Linked DNA regions of Mus musculus: all the other regions are linked to region 3. A link is a contact called in public HiCAR-type and promoter capture Hi-C data. All regions are on one chromosome and are shown on one strand. The core of a region is the stretch at or near the end of the contact, and the rest is flanking DNA. Distances in the headings are between cores, read along the strand shown.

Region 1 (3,561 bases), core at 121-2,620, 1.4 Mb before region 3:
ACCTAGTGCTCTTTTTATGTGCCTACCTACTATGTGTACCCAGCACTGTGGCAGGCGGGCAATCGGGAGATCTAGCTTTTGAGTTAAAAACTCACCAATGATAGCTTCTGGAGTTTAACAGTACAGACACTAAGTAACATATTCCACTATGGCCTAAGGGCTAGTACTGAGGCTAACAATAATATTTAATTTTGGGGTTTTTTGTTTTTTTCGAGACAGGGTTTCTCTGTATAGCCCTGGCTGTCCTGGAACTCACACTGTAGACCAGCGTGGCCTCGAACTCAGAAATCCGCCTGCCTCTGCCTCCCGGGTGCTGGGATTAAAGGCGTGCGCCACCACGCCCGGCTGAATATTTAATTTTGTAAAAGAAAAACGCCAATTGTTTAGGGTACTCTAATTACTAACTGATCTTTAAGCAGCCACTTAACCTCCAGAACTAATTAAGTAGGTAACTACTGGCAATCCACTTTGGTCAATGCAAACTGCAGCGTGGCCAGTCATAACATGCCTGTCTCACTGAGGGTAATAGGGAGGGGTTCAGAGCGCCTCCCCCGCTGCGCCATCACTGCGACAGGAGGCGGTCCTTGGGCACCAGCAAAAGCCAAGCCTTTCTCGTTTCCGCTCGGGGGTGGGGGACGCGGAGGGGTATTTTGAGCCTCCCTAACCAAATGTGGCTACTTCGGACCAAATGGCCAAAGGTTCAATTCACACTCAAGTCTGCTATAAAACGATTATTTTATATTCTTCGTAGGAACCACTAGGTTTAGGAAACCACTAGGTTTAACCGGGCTAACGAGCACGTCCGGGCTCTCCGAGCCTTCGCCCCTGAGACCTTAGGCAGGGTCCCTGCTCAGATCCGAGTAAAAGGCTGTGGGGCTCCGGAAAGCAGGCTGGGAAGAGGCCCGCGGGGCTGCAGCGCCGCAGCGGAGCAGGGCGGGGCCCAACGGCTGGGAGAAGGGAGAGGCGCGGAGCACGTGCGCCCGGCCTCGCGGGGCCCCACAGGACGCAGCCACGTGCGCCTGCGGGGAGGCCGGGACGGGCGGGGACGGCCCCCTCCCCCAACGGCCGCGCCCCGCCCGGCTTTGTCCGCAGCCCGCCCAGCCTCCCCGCGCCTCGCCAGCCTCCCAAAATGGCCCCTCGTCAGGAAATGGCGCCGCCACCCGCGCTCGCTCCACCGGAGGGTCGGGCCGCGCCCGAGAGAGCCTCCCCCTCCACAGCTCCCGGGACCCCACCCTGGAGCACCACTGCCCACCCGACCTCGAAGGAGACGCGGCCCAAGGGCTCGTCATCGGCCGTGATGTCGAAGAACACGGTGGGGTTGACCATGGCTGCAGCAAGCGGCGAAAAGCGACAGTGGCGTCTGCAAAGCGGCACGAGCCTCGCCGCGGCTTCCTTTATACCCGGTTCGGGCCCCGCCCACCACCGAGTCGCGCGCCCGGACCTGGATCAATCACAACTGCTTTCCAAACGGAGTGACGGCGCGACAGGCCTATGGGCGGGCGCGGGCGCGGGTGGGGCGGGGCGCGAGGCGCGCGTGCGCTGTAGCGCGCAGAGGCAGGTTCCCGCCCGCGGGCTCCTACTAGATGGTTGCGGCGCGGTCGGTGGGGGAAGAGTCCGAGGGCAGTTAGGGAGGGTGGCCACGCAATCTGGCTGTCCTTAGGAACGCGTCGGGGCCCCTGGTCTTCCCCAGTGGTACCGCGTATCTTCCCATTGCACAGAGCAAGTAACTGAGGCAAACATGGTCCTCAAGGTCGAGCGGCCCTTCAAGGTCGGGCGGGGTCCTGAGGCGCTGCCCTCTCTGCGGAAACTCGAACAGGCAGGCATCCCTGGGCCTAGATCCAGGACCCACACCGTCATTGTGCAATGGCAACCGCTTCCTGATAGGTCCCTGTGAGCGCCTCCGTTTTCTTAAACTCTGGGGAACGGGCACAAGCAGCCCCCTCATTTTAAAGATTATGAAATACTTTTTAAATGTCCTACTTTCCAAATATATCTTGTGTTTTCTCCAGGAGGAAGCTATTTAAACACGATCCTGGTCAGAGTCTACCTGTAATTTTTTTCTCCCCGACCCCCAATACCCCAAGGTCTTCTCATTTCCTCATGTGGCCTAAGGCGTGCTCTCAAAGGCTTCACACGCCTGTAAATCCCACCTCTAGGTAGATGGAGACAGGAGGATAGTGAGTTCCATACAGCCTGAGCTGTAAGTGTGAGGCCCTGCCTCATAAACAAAGCCTGAGTATGGGAAAGTCGGTGCTGTGGAAGACCCTTCACCATAGCGTCTGCTGGAGTTGGCTCCCGAGCTGTAAGGCCTTTAGACACAGAACCTCAGGAATGTGGGTCTGGCCATGCCTTATTTGGATGAATCAGACCAAAAGCACATTAGGTTGAACTACAAAGAGTTTTGATTTGCCAAACTGGAAAATTCTGTACCAGTGTGCTTTGTGCATATAGCATCATGTAAACCTGCTTTTCTCAAAACTGTTAAGTGCTTGCAGGACAAGCTCAAGGACCTACCTGCGTTTGGATCCCCAGCACCTATGTAAAAGCCAGGCCATTGGGAGGAGTCTGTAAGTCCAGGCCTGGAGGCAATGGAGACTGACTGGTTAGACAGTCTAGGCAAGACTGAGTCAGTATAGTGGATAAGGTAGAGACAGGGATGGGGAGAAGGCCCCATGGTTAAGAGCACTTGCCTTTATTTTTAACTAACTGATTGTTTTGGTTATAGTTTGCATTTTAGGAGTTCTTTGCATATTCTGGGTTTAATTTCTTACCTGACATATAATTTGCTGATATGTTCTGCTGTCCCTCCGTTGAGCCAGCAAGATGGCTTAGCAGGTAAAAGTGCTTGCAATACAGGGCCCAGGAACTGGGGAAAAGGCCAGATGAAGTGGCTCACATCTGTGATGCCAGCACTCTAAAGGTTGGGAATCAGAGGAGACCGACAGAAGTCACAAGAGAGACCTTGCCTCAAAGCAAGATGAATACCAGAGAGACCTCAGAGGGGACAAGATGACTCGAATACGGCCTCTGGCACTCACATGGTAGAAAGAGAGGACAGACTCCCACAAGTAGTCCTTTGACCTCCACATGCACACACGCACGCACACACACACACACACACACACACACTAAATGTTAAAAAAAAATCCAACTTGCAAAAAAGTCTTTAAGTTGTACATGTGCCCACACTCACACACATACACACAAGTAAATAAATGTAAATACATGGGGCTGGAGAGATGGCTCAGCAATTAAGAGCACTGACTGGCTCTTCCGAAGGTCCCGAGTTCAAATCCCGGCAACCACATGGTGGCTCACAACCGTCCATAATGAGATCTGATGCTCTCTTCTGGGGTGTCTGAAGACAGCTACAATGTACTTACATATAATAAATAAATAAATCCTTTTTTAATGTAAATACATAAGTAAATAAATGTGAACGCACACAAACGAATAAATCTGTGGACTAGGATTGCAGATATGAGCCAGCATACCCAGTTTATCCAATGCTAAGACTAGAACCCAGGACTCCAGGCAAGCTAGACAGTCTTCTGACTGAGC
Region 2 (3,188 bases), core at 400-2,899, 1.4 Mb after region 3:
GCACAGTTGTTATCTTGGCAATCTGACTTTCAGTGCCTGCTGTACATTCACGGGACGTTTTCTCTTCCCTGCCTACATTATAAAGTTCTCACCACTTGCACGGGGTCGCCCTTTGATGCCTAGATCACCATCACCACCACTACCAGATACCTTTTTACATGGCACCATCCCTGGCAAGAAGGAAAAAAAAAAAAAAAAAAAAGGCAAGGTAGGTCAGTCTGGAGACGGGCCAGGGCCTGACAAGCGGTAGGGTGAGGGCGCACAGCGCTAAATAGACAATCCCGGAAACAGGCACCCACCTCGGCCATTCATTGATCTCAGCCAGCGCGAGCAGGCGGTTCACTGGAGCAATCGGCTTCCCACTCAGGTAGGGAAGACTAGGAAACCTCCACAGCCGGCGTCTTCGTCGGTTTGGCGCATTTCTTCTGCCTCCCCCGCAAGGGGCTTCCTTCTCTAGGTCTTATTTTCCAATATATAAGGTGAGAGGACCACCTCTTGGGGCTGTGGGAGGAAACAAAAAGACTTTAAATGGACACAGGTCCTCTCTTTGGGTGTGTAAAGGTTGGTCTTGGAGAAATCTGAGTTGGAGCTCTCTGAGAGACTACAGGAGCCAGCTCAGCCCTACCTCAGTTCCACATTATAGTGTTAGCAGAGATTAGAATCCCTGCTAGGTGGGATGAACCTCGACTCCATTACCCATAGGCTTTTGTCTCATCTGTATAAGGGAACAGTCAAATCTCATTAAGTTGTTATGGATATTATAATCTGATACACAACACACAACACACACACACACACACACAAGAAATACGTTGGTGCTTTTATGGTTTTTATTTGATTTACAGTTTTTATTTATCAAGCTGGACTCCAGACTTTATCTGCCCAGGCTCCACCCTACTTTTTTCTTAGGCAAGACCAGTAGGGCGGCTCCACAGCCTCCAGGATGACAGGGAAGCTTTCCCTCCAGGGTCTGAGCTCTTGGGTCTCCTGGTTGACTCTTTGTATTGTCTCCTTGGGATCTTCAGTTTCCCCCATTTGTTGAGTTGCGAGGTTCATACTCCCTATTTAGAACTTCGGGGGTCTCAGAGGCAGACTTTAAAGAATTTGGGAGAGCATGCTACATATATGAGCAAGGAAGGTACGATATGATTGATCCTGCTCCATCTCAGATGTCCTGGGCGACTCAATAATTGTCAAAATGCTGCTGGTCACCCAGTCTCCTTACCCTGAGGTGGCACAGACCAGGTGTCCCGAAAGCGCCCTTTGAGCGTTGAGTTGACTGGGCAGTCTGTGTACTAAGGCGCCTAGTGGGTGGAGTCCGGAGAAAGGATGTGGTCTCAAGAACAAAAAGGAGGGCAGGGAGGGGCTGTCAGGACCGCTCAGGGCTTACAGGATCCCAAGATACTTATTTGCCCGGTTTGTGGCACATTCCGGACTTTGGCTTAGAGCCTGTATCCTGGTGAAGCCCACCCGAGGATGTCTAGGACCTCGCAACAGCAGTCCCCAAAACTACAATACCCAACATGCCTGTACAGTGAGGGGCTGGAGTCTTTTGGGGGCGGGTCCTAAAAAATTGAATTTTCCCAATGGGACCAGAGCAGGGGCGTGTCTCAACAGAGAATTGGCTGGGACAGCTTGGCAGGGCGGAGCCAGCCATCTGGCTGGCGCCGCGGGACAGGCGTCTGCAGCAGAGTCCAGGGTACGTTGCTGAACCGGCCTGGGCTCCTGGGCTGCGGCTCCTCCCGTCGGTCTGCCGGTCTCTACTGCATCTACCGGGTCCCGACCAAACTAACACGAAACTGCGCCGGAACGGCGGGCCGGACTGAGAGGTGGGTATGAGGATCTCGGGTCTACTCTAGGAGTCCGGATGAGTCCGGGGAAGGGGGTGTGAAACCTGGATGTCTGGACAGGGATTCTGAAACTCCCAGGTCCGGGAACCCTAGCCAAATCACGAGAACTCCAAAGACACATGGTTGAAGTTCTGAGACCCTGGGGAAAGAGTCTTGAAGAGACTCTATGGACTTGGAAGAGGCTTCTCGATCCCCAGAGACACTAATCTATAGGGAGCTGATACCTCGAGGAATCTTTCCCAGATCCTGACCCATCTCTCGCAGGGCCTTAACAATCCCCAGGACTGAAAACTCTGTAGCATGAAGCCATGAGAATGGTGGCAAGCAGTGGCAGGAATTTCTGAGCAGACAGTCCCGAGTATCACCTAGGTTTGGAACTAACAACACCCTTACCCAACATGAAGAAGCATAGCATGTCCACAATACTTAAGATTGGGCACTGGGGAGGGGTAGTTACCCCAGACAGAGTATCTAGACTAGGAGGTAAAGACTCTAGCAGTGCCTTCCAACTCCAACTAGTGCGCACTGGGACTCCCCCAGACCCATTCACCGGATGGGGTGACTCACACCAAGTGACTGTTGTAGAGAGGGAGTGGATGATTTCGGGATGAATCAATGGAGGTGGGGGGTCCAGAGGCCATTTCAGTCACCACATTAGCAAAACATCCAGGTGTGCTAGACCATGGAACCACAAATTCCAGAGACACTGGGGACTCCAGGAAGGAGTGATTTGGGCTAGAGACTGGCACCAGATTTAGGAATCCATTTTGACGGTCAGTGGTTGAACAAGAAACAAACAGCCTGGAGTCTTGGGCAGCATCTTGGAAGGGGACTTCAGAAGGCAGAAGTCACCAAGATTTGTGTTAGGTTCTTTCTGCCCTTTGAGTCTGAGTTTTTCTGACCCCCTGTGATGAATCTTTGACCATCTCCCATCCTCTCAGTTTGCCTGAAGTCCAGAGGTTGGGTGGGTCAGCTTCCCAAGGCCCTTCCAGTTGGAAAGTGAACTGTGAGTGAATTCTGAGTGTGTGAATGGACAGGGAGAGAGGGACACCTGGCTCCCCAAGGTCAGGTCTGCTGACATCAGGGAGGAAAGGAGTCAAAACTGAAGGCTGGCTCCAAGAACTGCCAGACACAGGTAGCTCCCATACCTGTGGGAATGACAGTCTTAGTAAGAATTGGATATGGGCTCAGCCCACAGCCAGACGCCCAGCTTGTGGAGGTGGGTGGAGGGGCAGGCTCGGTGGCCCCTAGAGGTGAGTGGGTATGGCAGGTAACTAGAGACTGGCGTGTACCCCCTGGTGGTAAGCATGGCTTGGTGGGCCTTGCTGAGTCCTCTTC
Region 3 (3,495 bases), core at 774-3,273:
AAGTTGAGTTATCCAGGTCACACAACTGGGAAGCTGCTGACCTGGGGCTAGAGCCAGGAGCTGACTGGCAGGGAGTGAGTGCTCATTCCTCTGGACCTCTGAGCCCTTCAGACTACTCGGTGTGAAGCTTCCAGTCAACCCACACTCATCAGATGATCTCTACAGAGACACGGAAGGTCTGATTCTTGGGGACTAGCAAAGCCCTCTTGACAGTTCCTAAGACGCAGACCTCTGTTTATGCCCCTACAAGTTGCTTTATCTTCAATTATCCCTTGGAAGGATAGGGATAAGGTGACATTATTAAGTTTCTGTGAATCCAATGGGACTAGAAAAACATCACAGAGCTCATGACAGACAGACAGACAGACAGACAGAGGAGCTAGCTGGGTGTGGTGGTTCAGCTCTGTAATCAATCCTAGAACTTGGGAGTCTAAGGCAAAAGGGCTGCTATGAATTCAAGACACATGAGATATCCTGGCCAGACTGGGACAGAGTGAGACTGGAAAAAAAAAAGGCAATTAATGTAACATTTTTACTTACTACTTTTTTCCAAAAGAGCAAGGAAACTTTCACAGGCTCATTTCAGTTCCTTGCACTCAAGAGGAAGTAGGAAGATAGTAAGTCTCTCTTGTGTTGCTGTCAGGGAAACTAAGGTATAAGGAAGGAGCAACAAAATGTCTCTAAAGGAAAAGAGGCTCACACCCCAGGTACCAAGTCGCCTTCCCATCTCCCACGCAGACCAGTCATCCCAGGCACCATGACAGGCCAAAGGCCATCCTGTGGGCCTGTTCCCCTAGAACCTAGGACCAAAAGATCCCCCAAGGGGCCCCGTTGTTCCCCTCTTTACTGCAAAACGAATAAAGTGCAAACGGGATGAAGGGGTTGTCTGGATATCAATTCCAAGAATAGCCCAATAGGCAGGAAGACCTGAGAGCCAAAACACTGACAAAAACAACCTGGCCGAACAGCCTCCTAAGTTGAAAGTGTATCAACAGCTCCTCCTAAACATCGGATCAGACGACAGGTGAGAAGGCTGCATCCTGACACCAACTCACACAATATATTGGCGACAATATATCAAGTCACTTCTAGACCCCAAGCCAGCTCCAGGTGCCTTTCTCCCCGAGCTTTGAAGGTCTCTGGAGACCTACATAGGAAGCCTGATTTTGCCTCTACTACTCGAATGACCTTCCGTGTGTCATTTAACCTCCCGTGCCTCGGTGTCCTCGCGAGTGAGAGGGGGAAAGCAACAGTAGCTACCTTACAGAGGCAGCTGTGAGCTCAGTACACAAAGTGCTTAGCACAGAGGTTCGAAGTCAGGAAGGGCTGGAGAACCAGTGACAAGACATTCTTGTGGTGTTAGAACTAAGACAAGTGCTCCCATTCTGTCAACGTGTCCCTGAGGATCCAAAGGACGAGGGGCGGGTGGCAGAAGGCCATTTCTAGATGTTTGCCCCGTTTTGGGGGGGCGGCGGCTAAGAGATAAGGCCCTGAACGAGGAGGCCTGAGGTTGGCCGAGGAGTGGGAAGGGACAAGCAGGGCGCAGGGGAGGCCTAAGTGCAGGAGTCTCTCCGAACCGGACTGCGGACCTGAAATGACGGACGGCTTGACGCCGGGCCGCCAAGCCGTCGGGAATGAATGAGCACGCAGGCCTTTCACCTTCGCCCTCTCGCGGCTCGCAACCCTCCAGCGCAGCGTCCTCTCCGTGACCTCTGACCTCGCAGACCCCCCCCACTCCTCGGACCCCTTCGGGTTTGTTTGTTTTCCTATCTCGCCGGGCTGCCTTTTTCCTCACCCACAAATCCAAACGGCTCCGGGTGCCGCGGCTCGGCTCGCTTCAGCAGCAAAATGTCCGCAGCCTCCGCCTCCCTCTCCTCCGGTGCGTCGCAGCAGCCGGCGGCTCCAAGCTCCACGGCTGTCACCTGCCGAGCGGAAGTAAGAGGCCCGTGCGCGGAACTTCCGGTGGACGCACACCCCGGGGGCGGGGTCGAGGGTGCAACCTGGCGGGAGGGGCTGGGGACCTGTTGGGCGGGGCCTGTGTGGGAAGGGCGGGGCCTTAGCAGAGCCGGCTTTTATGAGAATTGAGGGCCTGGGCGGGCCAAGCGGCTAAGTTCAGGCTGGGATACCCTTGCTCAGAATCCCTGGCCAGGCTCCCTCTCAAACACCATGGAATCGAAAGGGTCTTGGAAGACTTTAAAGTTCATCTCTTTCTGAGTTACAGATGGGAAGACTGAGGCCAACGTTGTCTTAGGAAAAGGGAAAGTCGGAGCTACAAATCTGATCAGCTGCTGGACTGCGCCTGTCTGCTAGGCTAAAACGAGACTTTTTCTGCTGCCCTTGGAAAATTCATTGTTCTAAAAGGAAAACATAAGCTACGTCCAAGACTTCTTATCCAAGGGATACTTCACAGTGAGACCTCAACTGATACAGCCATTTCATTCCTGACTTTGGTCCTATTAATTTTCTCTTTCTAATAGATAACTTGTGTTCATCCCCTTTAAAACATTATAAAACTTCTATTCTAGCATTTTTATTAAACCAATAATATCTGCATTGCAGAAAAAAAGAAATATATTAGTGGGGGCTGGAGAGATGGCTCAGTGATTAAGAACACTGGCTGGTCTTCCAGAGGACCTGAGTTCAGTTCCCAGCAACCACACTGTGGCTTACAACCATCTGTAATGGGATCCCATGCCTTCTTCTAGTGTGTCTGAAGACAGCGACAGTGTTGTACTCATACACACAAAATAAATAATTCTTTTTAAAAAAAAAAGAAATATATTAGTAAGGAAAAAAGGCAAAACCAAAACACGTAGGCTCCTGAGAAAATCGTTTTTTAACACTTGGTTATCCTCCTAGATGTAATATGTCTGCCTTTTTATTTTATTATTTGTGTGTTATTGATTTGAGACAAGCTCTTGCTGTGTAACCCAAGCCAGCCCCATTGTTGAGCTCACAGTGATGTACTATCATGCCTGGTCTATGTAGTGCTGGGATCTAACTCAGAGCTTTTACATCCTATGCAAGCACTCTAACAACTGAATCGCTGTCACCTTGGCTGACCTGGAAACTGAAAAACCAAGCAGAAGTCTGCCTGCCTCTGTCTCACAGTGTTGGGTTTAAAGGTGTGCACAACCACACCCAGCTGTTTTTACATTCTTTAAAGTTTTGTCATAATATAATTATGACAAATTGATAAAATAGTTATGGCAAATTGATAAAATAGACAAAATAGAATTCCAGATGCTGGGGTGAAGAGATGGTTCAGCAGTTAAAAACACTGGCTGCTCTTCCAGATAACAGGGGTTCATTCCCAGAACCCACATGGCAGCTCACAGCACCCACATGGCAGCTCATGGCATCTGTGACTATAGTCCAAGAGGATCTAAAACCCTCTTCTGACCATGCAAGCACAGGTACATGCACATATGAACATAAAATAAAATAAATAAATCTTGCCAAGTAGTGATGGCATACACCTTTAATCCCAGATGG

The links. HiCAR-type assays count read pairs that join an accessible place to other places. Capture Hi-C pulls out chosen DNA fragments and counts their contacts.
Region 1: a promoter capture Hi-C map of adipose tissue shows a contact between it and region 3, with 3 times the contacts expected there. The contact joins the promoter of Ppia here to the promoter of Ap1b1 in region 3. A contact is called at or near these places in 1 of 39 promoter capture datasets (pre-B cells), 1 of 115 datasets of contacts at active chromatin or transcription factors (large pre-B cells) and 1 of 9 other capture datasets (adipose tissue).
Region 2: a HiCAR-type map of astrocytes shows a contact between it and region 3, with 9 times the contacts expected there. The contact joins the promoter of Smtn here to the promoter of Ap1b1 in region 3. A contact is called at or near these places in 1 of 39 promoter capture datasets (liver), 2 of 115 datasets of contacts at active chromatin or transcription factors (astrocytes and pancreatic cancer cells) and 1 of 9 other capture datasets (liver).

The regions. Positions count from the first base shown.
Region 1 is chr11:6,413,676-6,417,236 of GRCm38.p6, reverse strand. Ppia (peptidylprolyl isomerase A) reads right to left here and starts at 1,370. Exons shown (of 5, transcript NM_008907.2): 1 at 1,258-1,370. The coding sequence starts at 1,326.
Region 2 is chr11:3,537,753-3,540,940 of GRCm38.p6, reverse strand. It overlaps Smtn (smoothelin), which reads left to right and starts at 1,649. Exons shown (of 20, transcript NM_001284427.1): 1 at 1,649-1,829. It overlaps Gm11946 (a long non-coding RNA gene), which reads right to left. Exons shown (of 6, transcript XR_001780145.2): 3 at 1,226-3,188; 4 at 300-501; 5 at 1-170.
Region 3 is chr11:4,985,352-4,988,846 of GRCm38.p6, reverse strand. Ap1b1 (adaptor protein complex AP-1, beta 1 subunit) reads right to left here and starts at 2,023. Exons shown (of 21, transcript NM_007454.3): 1 at 1,796-2,023.